Linked DNA regions of Mus musculus: regions 1 and 3 are each linked to region 2. Evidence: chromatin contacts called from public Hi-C and HiChIP or PLAC-seq data. All regions are on one chromosome and are shown on one strand. Each heading gives the region's core, a stretch centred on a gene start, on an enhancer-like site or on the middle of the called end of the contact. The rest is flanking DNA. Distances are from core to core; before and after follow the strand shown.

Region 1 (3,323 bases), core at 744-3,243, 490 kb after region 2:
CATAAAAATTCTGGTTCCCTTTGCCACGATGACACGGCCGTTGGAGAGAGAAACCCAAGCCAGCTCTCCTCGCAGACTCTCAACATTATTATAGAATGCTTTACACTTTGTTCTGTCGCAACTTGCATTAATTACTTCTGCTAGGTTTGCACAGCAGGCCTGGGGCTGTCTGTTGCTGCACTCAGTGGTCCTGTGGAGTGTAGACTGCACAGACCTCAGCGGGTATAGACTGCAGTCCACAATGGGACATGTGGAGTGGCAGGTTCCCTGGCAAGCACACCCCCGCCCTGTGATGAATTTTTGCAGGGTCTGATAGGGAAGAAAGGCAGTTCTTTTGTCTGATCTGGGGGAGCCATGCCCCCAAAGAGGCCTGCAGGCCATCCTATCCCACTTGAGCGATTTCGAAGTGATTTTGTGGCTCAAAACAGCTGTGAAAATGGCAAATGTGTCTGACCCCTGCCTTTTTCTTCAACAGAAGCCTGGGATGGTCCCCCCTCCGCCAGGAGAGGAGAGCCAGACGGTCATCCTTCCACCCGGCTGGCACAGCTACTTGTCTCCTCAGGGCCGCCGTTACTATGTCAACACGACTACCAATGGTAAGTCCTGTTCAGGCGCAGCCTTTTCTAAGCCCCAGGATGTCTGCCTCTCCCTAGGGGTGCTTTTCTCCCTCCATTTCCACCTCTGGTTGGGGGGGCTTTTTCTTGCTAAATTTGACCCAAGGAAAGGTAACCTGGCATCTTAACCCTTTGACTCTAGAATTGTTTAACATATGCCCAGAGCTACAGCAGAGTCCTGCTCGTCCCTGGTGCTGGATGTTAGGGCTTGGGTCTGTATTCTGGAAGCAGTTCCAAAGGACAGCTGTCCAAGATTCCCAGAATCCCTGACACCTCACACCCACCTTCCTTTGAACTCGACCTTAGGATCTAGGATGGTTGGCCTCAGAGGCTAGTTCTACAGGTCAAGGTATTCCACACTGTCTAGGAACTCTGAACGTTCTAATGGTACTGAGGATCTAGAACAGAGGCTGAAAATACTCTCCTTAATTTCATTATAACACCTTTTTTCTCAATTGAAGTATCTCACTGGCTGCTGTTTTGTGGATTGTGCATTTGGTAATGGTGGGACTATGTGGGGCCATTCATCCTCCCCCTTAGCACGGAGGAACTGGAGCACTGGGGCACTGAGTCCCTGTCCCCACCCCTCAACTTCTCCATACCCTTTCCTTTCTTTTTCCTTTCTTCCTCTCTTCTCTCCTCATTCTTTTGAAACAGGGTCTCATTTGGTAAACCAGGTTGATCTGTAATTCACCATATAGCCCAGACTGGTCTTGAATGCATGGTAGTTCTCCTGTGACAGGAAGCCTTCCAAGTGCTAAGATTAGAAGCCATCAAACCACTCCCCACATATCTCTGAGTTGAATAGAACTGGAACGCCATATCTCCAAATAGTTAACATTTCCCTGGACTTCCCAAATGACTACAATGTGGAGATGATCTTTAAATGTTGTGCAGTATGGCTGGTCTTCTTACAAGTTAAGTGGGACACTGTTCAGGTTGAAGGTAGAAGAATAAGGTAACTGAAAAGTTCTGACCTTCCTATGCCTCTAAGGACTTTACCTCAAGACAACCAGGAGATGCAACACAAGGGAAGTTGGATTTGGTGGACATCCTAAACACGTGTGCTCAAGCAGGAGGTGAACTTCTGCCTGTTCTCCAGTCTTGGCTTCACCTCTGTCTTCTGCATCCATATGACGTCATACCTCTCTATCTTACCACCTGGGGTGTGGATGCTGTTGATGTGGTTTCTGATTTTGAGCCTGAACTGAGAGGGAATGCCAGTGAGAAGACAGGCAGAAGCCAAGACACAGAGAAGCCAACAGCTGCTACTTTGGGTGGCTGGCCTGCACATACCACAAGCACCCTAACCTGCTTGCTCAGCAGGGTGTCCTCCTCGAAGAGAGGTGACCAAGGTTTCTAGGAAAAAGGAAGTAGAGCCGTTTTTAGCTGTTCTAATCTCACACTTCCTCAAAACAGACACTTGAGCAGCTCCACCATGCTCAGGGAGCCTAGATGTTTCAGGGGGGCCTGTGGCTGTTTGAATGCACTCCCCCCTTGGGTAGCAACTACTTCAGTGTCATTTCCCAGGGGAGTGGGTGTCTGAACACAGATCTCCATCTGTGCAGTGCAGAGTTTGGACTGAATGAGCTCAAGAACAAGAATTTGGGTGGATTTGTTCTTATTTCAAATTAGCCAGTCTGTTGCGAAGGAAAATAGAGAAAGGGCCTTTCTAGGTGCTCTCTGCCTCTCTGTGTCTCTCTCTGTGTGTCTCTCTGTCTCTGTCTTTCTCTCTGCTAAAGAATAGTACATTCTCAGGGTTTAAAAGCCAGTGAATAAAAGTGAGATTCAAATCAACAATAAAAATCCCCAGTCATTTGGGGCTGAAAAGATGGCTCTGCAGTTAAGAACAATGGCTGTTCTTTCAGAGGACCAGGGTTCAATTCCCAGCATCCACTAGGCAGCTCACAACTGTCTGTGACTCCAGTTCCAGGGAATGTAACACCCTCACACAGACAAATGTGCAGGCAAGACACCAATGGCATAAGTTATTTCTCCAAGGTGAAACAAGCCAATTCAAGCTATGTTAGAGATTATATAAAAGCAGGCTTATTGGGAAACCACTCTGGAGCTGGAAGTTCACTGGTCCCAAGGAATGAAGTCAGGGAAGTCACTGTGGGAATGGAAACAGTGGAGAGGGAGAAGAGAAAGAGGAGAGAAAGAACACATGCAGAGAGAGAAAGAGAAGAAAGAGCAGAGGAGAGACCAAAATATCTGGATTATACAACAAAGAGCCTCAGGAGAAGAAGGGCAGCCCAGCCCCTGGGCTGGAAAGTTCAGGGTTGGGGCCAGGATATGACAGGTAGGGACTGAGGGATGCTGGGAGAACCTGGAGGCCAGTTCTGCTTTTTATGTTAAATATGCACCTCAGCTGTTTATTCTGGGGTCTGAAACCCAACCCAATGCACATACATTTTTTTAAATTAATTTGAAAATATATATATTGAAAAAGCCCCAATCACTACTTATCACTTATATCCTTTGAGACATTTATGTTCTCTATCTTCTAAGCATAGACATACCGGCATTTTAAAAATAAATTACAAATGTAATTCACTCTATCCTTTAAATAGTGAGAACAACTTATTGTAGACATTGTTCTACGCTTTGAGTATTTCTTTTATTTATTTATTTATTTATTTATTATTAGGTATTTTCCTCGTTTACATTTTCAATGCTATCCCAAAGGTCCCCCATACCCACCCCCCC
Region 2 (3,361 bases), core at 117-2,616:
TGGCTGGTTTTGTGTGTCAACTTGACACAAGCTGGAGTTATCACAGAGAAAGGAGTCTCCCTTGAGGAAATGTCTCTATGAGAATCCAGCTGTAAGGCATTTTCTCACTTAGTGATCAAGGGCCCATTGTGGGTGGTGCCATCCCTGGTCTGGTAGTCCTGGATTCTATAAGAAAGCAAGCTGATCAAGTCAGAGGAAGCAAGCCAGTAAGAAACATTCCTGCATGGCCTCTGCATCAGCTCCTGCTTCCTGACTTACTTGAGTTCCTGTCTTGACTTCCTTTGGTGATGAACAGCAATGTGGAAAGTGTTAGCTGATTAAACCCTTTCCGCCCCAACTTGCTTCTTGGTCATGATGTTTGTGCAGGAATAGACACCCTGACTAAGACACTGGGCATGAAGCTGTTGAGAAGAGAGAACCATTGGTAGCCGCTAATGTCTCTCAGGATATATGTCCACATGGGAAGACTCCACTTTCCCTGTGAAGCCCCTTCTGCTGTCCACACCCCCTGAAACCCCTTGCCACTTCCCTGCCTGGCCAGGTTCCCCCCAAAACCCCGATACCCACAGTGCCCTCACCAGGATTCCTGTTAAAGCTCTAGTTAGTAGAAGGGGCAAGTTTTCTTGCTTTCTGGAACAATCCTTTGTCCTTCACATGGCCTATTTCTTTTCTGTAAGGTATGAAACGTGTTTTAATCACTCCTTTAGACTCCTTCCTCTCTTGGTCTGAGAAGACCCTTTTTCATTTTCTCTTCTGTCTGAACTGCATTCTCCATCCCTCCTACGATGCCCCTTCTCTGCTCTTCCCTTCTTTCTGTGGATCCAGGCTACACTGCAGAGGTGGAACGAAGAAAGGATGTCAAATAAGCTGCTCAGCAAACTCACAGGGACTAAGGGGCTCCGTGTGCTAACTGCCACTTCTAGCTTGGGTGGGGAGAGTCAGTTGGGGAGCTTTGTAAAACATGGATGTTTATGGTCGGGCCCTGTGGAATAAATAGATTCTTATGTCCAGCTACCTGGGCTGCTGAGGTAAGAGGATTACTTGATCCCAGGATTCAGACCCCAGCAGAGGCAACATAGCAAATACCTGTCTCAGCAAGCAAGCAAGCAAGCAAGCAAGCAAGCAAGCAAGCAAGCAAGCAAAATACCACCACCACCACCACCACCACCGAATTGCCCAGGTCACCCACAAGATCATCGAAACCAGAGTATGTGAGGCACAGTCTCCATACATCAGGAGTTTATAACACCCCCAAACCTCCATCTGAAAATGATTCCCAGCTGGTGGGAACTAGGGTATCAAAAAACAGACTTGGGTTCTGTTGAGCCTAAGCTGCCACCTACAGGCCAAAGTGGGTACTGTTTTCAGCTGCAGGAAGAGAGGGTAGGTGACTCAGAAGCTCTGAAACTCCAGAATCTGCCTTTCCGCTCCCCAATGCCCATCAGACAGCCGCATCATCCCGAGAAACTATGTCTTTTCAAAGCGAGAGAGTTTCCATGTCTGTGTCCCGCCCCCTCCATCCCAGAGTCTCCTTCTCTGCATGCCAGGCTAAGAGCACATCTAGAATTTAGTCTCAAACTTAAAAAACATACAGAAAATATGTGTTTATTTAAACAGTACTTTAAAATTATATTTCCCCGTCCATTCATTCTGCTCAGGGCGGGACTGGGTGGGTACTGAGTGACATCTTAACAGGTTGGTGTCACTGGGGACTCAATACCATATTCATATGTTAAGAGTGAGACATCTGTGCGCCTCTATTTCTTCATCTGTAACATGAATAATTATTGCACCCACCCTAGAGGATCAATGCTACAGCTCAGATAAAAGGCCCCACACAATAGTGTCTGATAGAAACAGCAGTTCCCAAGAGCTAGCTGAATTGTCTGACAATGGCAGGGCCAGACAAAGGCATGAGATACGCTGAATTCTGCTCCTTTTACTCTAATCACGTGACTTGATTCATGCAGGTGAATCAAAATGATCCTGAGACTCAAATACTGAGGGTATGTACTCAAACAAACAAACAAACAAACTGGTTAAGTCAGTCTCGCCATCCCCAACCTTTAAAACCAAGTTGCATTTTTGGAGAGTGCCACCAGAGGGCAGCGGTGAGCCACAAATAAATGGCCATGTTGTTGGACCAAGCACAGATTAGGGATGCTGCCTTGGTTTTAACCACCTGGGTTTTCTTAAGCCTGGAGTAGCACATCCGCTAGTTTGCCCGGGTCTGAGTCTAAATACTCTTCTGGCGTCCACCTACAACTTGGGACCGCGGTGACATCTTCAAGGTGGGGTTGGCTTTCATGTCCGTAACGGGTCTTCCACGTAACCGTTCTTTTCTCCTCACTCACTCACCTGCAAACATGGCAGATGGATCATAAAGTGCATCCCCTCTGCTTGAGAACCCATTCCCGTGTCTTTGCCCACGAACATCTCACGCTCACTAACGGGGGCCGGGGGGGGGGGTCTTGTCGCTTGGGAGATGCTCTCGGTGTCCGTTGAGCTCTGTTCCACCTACCATTCTTTCCTTAGTTCAAGACAGGTCCTACAAAGGGTTTGGTTTCTCCGACAGAGACTGCACTTCTGTGACCATTCCAGACTAGAGTGACCCAAGCATTGGGCAAGGCTGAGCACAACCCCAGGTCTCTCTTGAGAACAGTCCCCCAATCTCAAATCCCCAGAACACAGTCCATGCTCCCTGAGTGACGCCTCCTCCCTGCCAAGCGGACTCAAACCTCAAAGCTTCCTGTAAGAACTGTGACAAGAACCGATGCCCACAATCCAACTCTTCTGTCCTCAGCCCACCCTAAGAGATAATTAAAGCAGAGACGTACTTTCTGATCCAGTCAAACAGTGAAGGGATAGTAAGTATCCCTCCAACCTAGCAAGCCCTCAGGCGATCCTGGCAGCAATGTGCCCCACTAACCCCAGGGCTGCCTGAACCACCCTACCTTCAGGTTCTCATGGGAGAACTTTCTGATTATGTGGGCTCCTTAAGGAGAATAGGGGAGAGGGGTCTTGCGGGATTATGCAATGTTAGAAGTCGATAGGATGCTGGACTTAAGTGCTGCCGACTATTTTAAGAAATGGGAGAGGAAGGATATGAGGACTCAAAGGATTTAATGCCGATTAAATCGGAGAGATCACAACATCCTTGTGGGGGATTTATTGCTAAGATGGAATCGTGCTGAGTGAATAGACACAAGGTGCTCAAGACAGCGGGAGAAGAAGAGGGCATGGTGTCTTCTTGGCCTGTTTGATCACCCTAGAAGAAAGAGAGAGACACAGAGGAAATTCATGGCGGAATCACACTGTGAGCCTCAGGCTTGATCTAGCTGGCCCTACCAGGACAAGCGTG
Region 3 (3,373 bases), core at 651-3,150, 370 kb after region 2:
TATTCTATTTCCCTCTATCAGCAGATAGACTTTCGGGTTGGTTCTTTGTTGGGCTGTTGTGAGCAGCACTATGCACGATATTTTTGGTGGTTAATTCTGCCTTTCCAAATGTTGGCTCTTCATGAAAGTTACTGGTTCTGGGGAAAGCACTTGATGAAGGAGACAACAGACACAGATCTGTGCTCTGCCCTGGTCCAGAGGTTTGTCCATTCACAGTTTGCCCATCTCCTCAATGGGTCTTCAGCTCCTTGCCTTGCTTGCTCAGCCTTGCAGAACGTCTCTTATGGGACACAGGCGGGGAGTGCAAGGTTGGGCTCTCCAGCAATACCACTAGATGCCAGATGCAATCAGGTTTTGGTTCCCCATCTTTTCTTTGATTTCTCCCTTTATGTTTTGCTACATCCTCATCTGTGGTTGCTATCTGATGTGTCTAGATTCTGCTTTCCTTTCTCCTTCTCTGTCTTTTGCTGGCCTGGGGCTGCTGACAATGTGCTACGTTCAGTGCCCTGCAGCTGGAAGAAAGTGGAGGGCTGTCTCTGTGTCCAGCCACACTCAGCAGCCCTGGGTGATGGCAATGGCAGAGCATCAGCCAAAGCTGGGTGAGAGGACAGAGAATGTGAACCGTAGCAGTGTCATCCTGTCTCTGGCTTGGTTTCCAGACAAGCTTGAGGCTGTTTGTGGTCCAGGAAGGAGGCAGGTTGATGGGCTCTTGGCATGTAGAAAAATGCAGCCAGCAGACCTGGGGAATACTTGGGGAAGAGCAGCAGATGGGCGTGTTGCTTTGGGAATGCTGTGTCCTGAAGCCTCTGGAAAGTGACAGCTGTGGTCTTTGATTTCCCCTAATGTGTTTGTTCATGGTGTCTCTCATAGACTTGCTCTCTCCTCATTTAGCCCAAGATAGCTTGAATTTGCTATGTGGTTTAGGGTGACTTTGAACTTGTGATTCCCCTTGCCTCCACCTCCTGAGTGCTTCCCCTCGTGTGTGTGTTATCTCCATGCCTGATATATTCCGTGTTGTGGATTGAAACTAGGGCTTTGTACATGACAGGCTTGCACTCTACCAGTCAACCTATAGACTAGCCCAGTTGGGGGTTTTTGTTTGCTTTGTCTTGTTTTTGAGACAGGCTCTCCTTGTGTAGCCCAGGCTGGCCTCTAGTTGTTGATGTCTGGAGATCCTTAAACCTTAAGCCTGGGATTACAGATGTCGCCCATCATAGGCAGCTTGCCCCTCATACACTTGTGAATATAAGCAGTACAGAGCTTACTGTAAGTTGTCAAAGGCTTCATTTGTTTAGTCCTTAATGACTGCAGGGAGCGTTCTCATCTAATCTTCCAAACAGCCTGGAAAAGTGGATTCCAGTTCTCAGATAAAGAAACTCAAGACCCAGAGAGAGGCTGTGGAGTTTTCTCAGACCACACAGCCGGAGGTTCCAACGCTGCTTGGAACCAGTGTTCTTCTATGTTTTATCCTCCCTTGCACGGGCTGTCTGGTTTTAATAGCAGATAAGAACCATGTGGCTGAGTTTATTTAGGGAGATGGGAAATGAGTCCTGGAGTTGGTCTGCATTCATTTTGGAGAATATTTTTCCCCTAACTTTTTGCGATTCCTCCTCCTCCTCTTCTTCCTCCTTCTCCTCCTCCTCCTCTTCCTCCTACTCCTCCCCTCCCTCTACCTTCTTTTCCTTTGAGACACTGTCTTAGAAATTCCCATATATGCTAGGCTGGCCTCACACTAAAAACAATCTTTCTACCTCAACTTCCCAAGTGCTGGGATTGCAGAGACGGGCCACCACGCCCAGCCACATTTTAAGGTTTTTCAAGTCAGGAGGAAGTTCCGTGCAAGTCGCAGGTGGCTCTTCCTGTGACTCAACCAGTGCAGAGGCCTCTTTTCTCCACAGCGTTCAAGCCAATTTCCCTCTAAATTGGTATGTTCCTCATTTGCTTCCAAGGGTCTGGTCGAAGGAACTGCTATCCCTGTGTCTTGGTGACAGGCATGGAGCCAGCTGTGGAGGACCCTGCAGCCTGGGACAGAGTTTCCGATGCTCCGCAGGAGTGCTGCTTTGGACAGAGTTCCAGCAGCCTGGCTCAGGCTCCATCTGGCAGGAGAGGCTGCTGTGCTGGAGGGAGAACCCAGGGAAAGCTTGCCTGGAGGAAATTCAGTCAAGATGTTCGCTTTTAACACCTCTGGTCTTCTTCCAAACCAGAACAGGAAAAGATTCTTTCTTAAGGGGTAAAGAAAGTTTTAGGGTTTTCTGTGAATGGAGCCGAGTAGGGCAGATCCTACTAAGCTCTTTGTGGCTGGAGTAAAGCTGGAGAGAAATGCCTGGGAGTTAGAGGATCTTTTCTCTTGGCTGGGCCTCAGGCTTAGAAGACAGTTGATTCCCAGTGGCTTTTGCTGGCCCAACAACTGAAAGTGCCTAGTGGCCTCAGAGTTGCTAAGATCGGTGAGTGGGGTGAGTGGGAGCTGGCACAGTTGGGAGTGCTCTGAGGGAAAGAAATCCCCTGGGGTGACTTGAAGTCACCATTAAAGAGCCATTATACCTTTTCTTCCCTTTTAGAAGTCCCCTCAGATATCTGATAAGATAAGGGATTCTTTAGCCTAGACATGACTATATCCCTAAGGCTCAAAGCCCAAGTTAGGAAAATCTTGGACAGCAGATCCTGTTCACAAACAAACAAACAAACAAACAACCGCAAACACAAACAAAACAAGCCAGAAAGGTTGCTCCTGGAGCAGTTGCTCATTACACAAGCTGGAGCCCAGAAGCTGGAGACCACCATGATCAGATTCCACGGGGTCCCTGCTCTGCAGCCCTCGTCTATCTGCTTTAGTTTGAGACAACAAACAGAGCCGTCAAAACTAAGTAGACTGGTGACTTGGAAATTTGTAGATTTAGATGGATAGACAAACAAGGTGTCTTTAGGAGTGGACATCTGAGCGTTGTCCCTGAGACCTCGGGGAACAAATGCAAATGTGGATTTCTGGAATAAGGTTATCCAGTCAGAAAACATTTGAATGTGCAAAAACCCAGAGGCCTGAGCATCCTGGCATAGACAGCAGGTTAGTGTGGCTAGAGCAAATGGATGTGTGGGGGACTAAGCACTATGGAGAGGCACTGAGAGATCAGAGGGGCCCCTGGCCACCAGCACAGTGGAGACCTGACATTTAATTAGAATATCTTTTTTAAAAGATTACTTGTTTTAGATAGGGTTTCATTATGTAGGCAAGGTTGACCTAGGACTCACTGTATAGATCAGGCTGGCTTCAAACTCACAGAGATCCATCTGCCTCAGCCACCCAAGTGCTGGAATGAAAGGCACGCATCACCATGCCTGACTTTAGATCAGATTTGATAGAGGAAAGTCTTGGTCA

The links. Hi-C and Micro-C count contacts between places; a contact is called where the count stands out from the background. HiChIP or PLAC-seq counts read pairs in DNA pulled down with a chosen protein or histone mark.
Region 1: a contact with region 2 is called in a Hi-C map of cortical neurons, with 4 times the contacts expected there. The contact joins two enhancer-like sites. A contact is called at or near these places in 1 of 15 datasets of contacts at CTCF or cohesin (the NIH/3T3 cell line), 3 of 484 Hi-C or Micro-C datasets (cortical neurons and ventral hippocampal neurons) and 3 of 115 datasets of contacts at active chromatin or transcription factors (astrocytes, embryonic forebrain and forebrain).
Region 3: a contact with region 2 is called in an H3K27ac HiChIP or PLAC-seq map of SST interneurons, with 8 times the contacts expected there. The contact joins two enhancer-like sites. A contact is called at or near these places in 1 of 15 datasets of contacts at CTCF or cohesin (the NIH/3T3 cell line), 1 of 115 datasets of contacts at active chromatin or transcription factors (SST interneurons) and 1 of 9 other capture datasets (embryonic stem cells).

What each region holds. Positions count from the first base shown.
Region 1 is chr11:67,602,633-67,605,955 of GRCm38.p6, forward strand. It overlaps Gas7 (growth arrest specific 7), which reads left to right. Exons shown (of 14, transcript NM_001109657.3): 2 at 476-596. Among named protein-coding and RNA genes, the nearest start is that of Gas7, 18 kb to the left of the region's middle. Within about 2 kb of position 1,994, at least 74 of the 459 cell types and tissues checked have an H3K27ac peak or open chromatin away from gene starts, as enhancers often do. A contact at or near this core is called in cortical neurons, where this site is marked.
Region 2 is chr11:67,110,850-67,114,210 of GRCm38.p6, forward strand. 2310065F04Rik (RIKEN cDNA 2310065F04 gene) reads right to left here. Exons shown (of 5, transcript NR_038055.1): 5 at 1,612-3,268. Among named protein-coding and RNA genes, the nearest start is that of 2310065F04Rik, 7.6 kb to the right of the region's middle. Within about 2 kb of position 1,367, at least 4 of the 459 cell types and tissues checked have an H3K27ac peak or open chromatin away from gene starts, as enhancers often do. A contact at or near this core is called in SST interneurons and cortical neurons, where this site is marked.
Region 3 is chr11:67,480,426-67,483,798 of GRCm38.p6, forward strand. It overlaps a transcript of Gas7 not described here. Among named protein-coding and RNA genes, the nearest start is that of Gas7, 100 kb to the right of the region's middle. Within about 2 kb of position 1,901, at least 73 of the 459 cell types and tissues checked have an H3K27ac peak or open chromatin away from gene starts, as enhancers often do. A contact at or near this core is called in SST interneurons, where this site is marked.